Linked DNA regions of Gossypium hirsutum: region 1 is linked to region 2. A link is a contact called in public Hi-C data. All regions are on one chromosome and are shown on one strand. The core of a region is the stretch at or near the end of the contact, and the rest is flanking DNA. Distances in the headings are between cores, read along the strand shown. Region 1 has its middle 4.8 kb from the start of LOC107945935. Region 2 holds the start of LOC107945938 (protein LATE ELONGATED HYPOCOTYL).

Region 1 (2,700 bases), core at 188-2,687, 170 kb before region 2:
TATTAAAATTTTCTTTTCGAAGGATTGTATTCTAAAATCTTTTCAAGTTTTGACACTAAGACATTAAACAATCGATTCGGTACCAATTTTGGGCGTTACGAGGATGCTAACCTTTCCTCGTGCGTAACAGACTCCCGGACCTATTGTCTCAAATCTCGCAGACCTAAAATTTATTTTTAATGGTGAATCGATCACACCTTAATAAAATATCAGTGGCGACTCCCCATTTTTATTTTTAATAAGTCGATAAAAAATTTTGATTTTTCAAATAAGTGGTTTCGAGACTCACAATTATTACTCAACGGTGATTAAATGGTTAAAATTTCCCTATATTTTTTTAAAAACTCTAGCTTGAACGGCAGCCATGGATTTCAGATTATTCTCCGGCACGACTTCATCGCCGGAAAGCTCGAATATATGCTCAAGTTCCATTTCTTCATTTCGAAGCTCACAAATGATTGATCAGGGCTTCACGACATAGTGGCTTGTTTCTTAACAACAAAATAGATCCTCATTTCAGTAAAGACCTAGAAATGTTTGTTGATAAAAATGAAAATGTGTGTTCGGTTTCTTGTTTTTCGGGTGGTCAAACTCTGCGTCCTGTGAAGCCTTGGTCGAGGGAGGAAGGGTATGTTGGGGAATCAAGAGAAGATTGGAGGCAAAACGGGGATAACAAATTGGAAGCGGTGGAAATGGTGGAAGAGGAGAAAGGGAAGAAAGGATCAAGTGCTTTGGATACCACCAAACATCTCTGGGCTAGTATTGTTGCTGCTATGGTTTCAAGATTTTACTTTTTGATTGTTGGAAAAAATGGGCATGAAGACAATGATGGGTGATTTGTTCATGTCTTGGTCTTAACTTTTGTTTCAGATGGAACATTAAATAACAAAACTTTGATGGTGAATTTTCACTGTTTTAAGACTTCCAATTTTTCATGACTGGGAAAAGAAACTAAACCAGCCCCGTCGACAGCCCATCGTCCGACATCTCTGACAGTTTTTCTAAAGAACAAGATCGATTCCTCCCTCCCCGCCAATGCAAAAATATTCAAAGAAAAATAGATTTAAATATGGGCTTGATTTCAAAATCTAGTTTAAAAATGATTTTGGGCTTCAGATTCAAAATAGAAAACTTGGACCACCTCTAATTGGGCCTAAATGAAATGGAAGACCAGGCTTCGAAATTAGTTTGACTATCAAAAAAATTTTGAAAACTGATTTTGGGTTTAAGAATTGATAACCCTAATGGGACCCAAATTAAACAAAAACCCAATTTTATATTCTTTTTATGCATAAAATTTCGACACCAAAACCAGGTTCAACTAAAATTCAATCGATGGTTCCAAAGTTGATTTGTCTCGTGACTAGGCTCGGGCCACTGTTTATCCAAAATATAGTTCTCTGTAGAGTCGTAAGACAATGTATGAGGGTTGACACATGCTGGAAGGTCAAGAAAGTTGGTGACTTGATGATAGGGTAGTCGGTGAATGTCGGTCTTAACTATAGCGGTCTTAAGGTAGCGAAATTCCTTGTCGGATAAATTCTGATCTGCACGAAAGGCGTAACCATTTGGGAAGATTTAGAAATTTAGTCTAATCCCAAAAATTAAATATTGGGCATTAACATTATTACTAATGCAGAAATATGTGAGTTTGAGTGCGTTGAAATAAATTATCTTATTATTTAAGAGTTGGGGTGGGAATATAATTAATTTTAGGCATCATGTAAAAAAAACATATATGCTCACTCCTCTCTTACACCCTCGAATTAAAATGAAAAAAATTATAATTTTAAGCTTCCAAAATATAAAATAAAAAATTTTCCCTTTTAAACTAGACAGTGAAAACCAGAAAAGAAAGAACACAGTTTAATTAATTTTTATACTTTTCTTCATCAACTTTGTAGCTTGCACATGTGGTTTCTTTATCATTATCATCAATTATGCCTATTAAACCTATGTATTGCTCTCTTTATAGGGATTTCAATTTTCAATGCCTTCTTTTTCTTTATGAGTGTAGTTTAGGAATCTTTGTGATTGAAACTAATGAATCTTTTTTTTAACAATAATTTCACCCATCTAGTAATAAAATTAAATATTATATCTTTAATCCTTTTTATATATAAAACCTTTCCAACATCTATGGCTTTAATCTTTCATTTTTATATAATGGTACTACTAGCTACACTACACTATTATACACTAGGCACTAACTTTTCCCATGTTATCAAAGCATCATGGAACCATCAAATATATATGCACACACATTGGGGAAAACTGGGTTTCCTAGGAAGCATCTCACTGTGCATCACTGTGAGGGAATTCAAGAAGTGCTTAAAGGGGTGTCTTCCCAAGTATATATATATATACACATGTTACAGTGGCAAAAGTACATACGATTGCAATGTGATCATCTCAACAATGGCAACCACACAAAAGGCTTTATTTGAGCTTGCCACATACACTCGTAAGTTGAATATATATTTTATCTTGGTTTTATGATTCATAAAGATTATAATCTTTTTGAGATTCGTCACTGTCCCTTTTAATAATATCATTTCGTATTTTAAATTTGAATTTTTTTCTTAAAAGTATAATATAACTTACCATTATACTCAATGTTTGTATCACAGTATTAGCATAATAAACTATATGCTGAACCAGCATAAAATGAATATCCATCATAAGGGTTCTCCAGCTTTC
Region 2 (2,700 bases), core at 85-2,584:
AATTTTTAAAATTACAAAAAAGTACTATTTGAATACAAAATACTCACCATTTATTTATTAATCAAACATTTATAATATAAAATAAAAAAATAAAAAAATTAAAAGTATAACTTCTAAATTTAAATCATGGAAAATTATTTTAAAAATTAGAATTGCATTGATATTAACTTCAAACATTTAAAATTGAATAGAAGATTATTGCATGTACAAGTTTTATATGTGCAATTTGTTTTTTTTTTAATAGTTCTTTTGTATATGCTAACAATTCTAAAATGCAACAAGATTAAAGATCTCAAAAGATAATTTTATGATATGAGAAAATGTTAACAAAATATAAAAAAATAGAAATTGTTTTGTAAACAAAATTATAAAATATGTGTAGCATTTAATCTCATGTTGTTAGTTAAAAGAGGGAAAAATATCATATTGTTTAAGAACAAGCTACAAACCTATTCATTAGTCTATATATACACATATCTCATATCCCACATTGCTTAAGAAAACAAGGGAAATGAGACTTTGAGTTTATATAAGGATTTGCTTTGTAAGTTTTATTTCCATATTAATTGGTGACACTTTTAAAAAAAATGATGTTGTCACTTTAAGCCTTTATTCTCGTAAATTTTTAAAAAAATTTGGTATATTTTTATAATATTTAAAAAAATGATATTTTTTGAAAATTTAATTTGAGAACGAGCAAAAGCGCGTCCACATTAGTGCGTTTTTGTTGACACGGGGAAAGCGTGTCCCCTTAAAATGTTTCCACGTAAGCACGTTTTGGGTTTTTTAGCCCATTCCGATAAATAAAATTTAAAGTGACCCATTCCGGTAAATTTTATCTTATATATTAAAAAATATATATAAACAACTTTAGTCTTATAAAACCCAAATCTAAATTTTGATTATCATACTTTTATTCTTATAGCTTGAACCGATAACCCAAGCTGCTATTCTTATCACATAAGGAAAGAAAAAGAGAAAAAGAAAGAACGAAAAAGGGAGCAATGCATAGGAATGTGATGCAATCTTAAAATCATCACCGTAGATCCTGGCTAATATGGTCGCAAACCCGGTGGCTTTTGACTCCGCAGCAGCCCCTGAACCGCCACGTACTGACCACCTGTGCCACGAATCGCCAAAACGTTGACGTCGGGCACCACGTGGCAAAGCTAGAGTCAATTTTACGGATTTAACCCCAAAGAGCATAGCAACTTGTGGCTGAAATTCGAAGACGAAGGTAGGAATTAGGAGCTATTGGCCAAAGGGCAAAAAGAAAAACTAAAAAATTAAGGGAAAAAGCGCAAGGGTGGGCTTTAGTTGAATCAGCCACTAAATTACTGCCGCTTGGCAACATCTAATGCATCTCTATGTTCTGTACATACCGTTCACTCTTTTCCAGCCTCAAATTAAACTCCCCCAAAATTTTTTTATTTTCAAAAATTTTCCAGAAAAATAAATCCACATGAAATTATAGTGGCTGAGATTTCTCGTAGTCTTTTTTGTGTTTTAATTCTCACAAAAAGAAGAGCTTGTTTTCACTTCTTTTGCTTTGCTTTCTTCAAGTTCTGCTTTTCCAATTTCTGTAGATTCCGATGTTTTTTTCATTGCCGGAAACTATGAATTTTCCGACTGGTTTCCGGTGAACTCATTTTTTCATGCGTGATCGTTGTTTCCAGTGTTCTCATCCTCCATGGCTATTTCTCGAGGTATTTTCAGTTTGCACTTCATTTCTAGGGCTTTGTTTGCTCTCCGTTTGGTTGCTTAAAATGATCGTTTTCGCTCTGCTCAGCTGAGTTTTAAAAAAATTAAGTTGTTTATACGAAGTTGAGTAGAGAGACAAAAAGGAAAACGATTGAATTCTTTTGTTTTTTTTTCTTGGTAACCAAACAGAAGGTAAAGAATTATTGTTATTGGTTGTTACTAATACGAGAAAGTAGGAGTGTGTTATTGATTACTAATTAACACTTCTTTTTTTTTGTCATTTCTCGAAAGGTATTGGTGTCTACGGGTTCGTTTTGGTGAGGATTCTGAATAAAGGAATTTTGTTTTAATTTAATTGGAAGAAGCCGTCTCTTCTCTCTGTTACGGTGGATACTTAAATTTTTTATTTCTATTTTAATTCTCTGGATAGTTAGCTTTCACCTGAAGTTTACTATATGTTAATTAAACTAGTAAAAATTTATTAAATGATGAGGCAGTAATATTAGTTGGAGTAGTAATAGAAAACAGAGACGGATCTCTATCGATTGTTGTCGTTGGCTTTTGTGTTTTTGCAGTAGTAAATAGCAGTCATCAGGTTTTGTGGAGTTCAAAAACGGCTTTACTATTTGTAGTATTGAATGTCCAAAGAAATGAAAGGAGGTTTGTGTTTTACCCGTTGCTCGTTAGAGAGGATTTGAAGCAGCGGTAGCGCTGCCCAGGTCCTGTCAATGGACACATACTCTTCTGGGGAAGAACTCGTTATTAAGGTATTAATTATCAAAATAAATTGAGTATTTTTATTTTTTGCTTTTAAGGTTTGCTTGTTAGACTTGTAAAAAATGGAGGTTTTGTTGTTATTATTTGGACCATTGAACTTTTATGTTGAATGATAGACTAGGAAGCCTTATACTATTACCAAACAACGTGAAAGATGGACTGAGGAGGAGCATAATAGGTTCCTAGAGGCTTTGAAGCTCTATGGACGAGCTTGGCAACGCA

Evidence for each region. Hi-C and Micro-C count contacts between places; a contact is called where the count stands out from the background.
Region 1: a contact with region 2 is called in a Hi-C map of leaf, with 1.8 times the contacts expected there. The contact joins the enhancer-like site here to the promoter of LOC107945938 in region 2. A contact is called at or near these places in 2 of 34 Hi-C or Micro-C datasets (both in leaf).

What each region holds. Positions count from the first base shown.
Region 1 is chrD12:42,437,233-42,439,932 of Gossypium_hirsutum_v2.1, reverse strand. No RefSeq gene overlaps it. Among protein-coding and RNA genes, the nearest start is that of LOC107945935, 4.8 kb to the right of the region's middle. Within about 2 kb of position 1,437, at least 3 of the 9 cell types and tissues checked have an H3K27ac peak or open chromatin away from gene starts, as enhancers often do. A contact at or near this core is called in leaf, where this site is marked.
Region 2 is chrD12:42,271,504-42,274,203 of Gossypium_hirsutum_v2.1, reverse strand. LOC107945938 (protein LATE ELONGATED HYPOCOTYL) reads left to right here and starts at 1,334. Exons shown (of 10, transcript XM_041106785.1): 1 at 1,334-1,706; 2 at 1,993-2,018; 3 at 2,277-2,468; 4 at 2,595-2,700. The coding sequence starts at 2,430.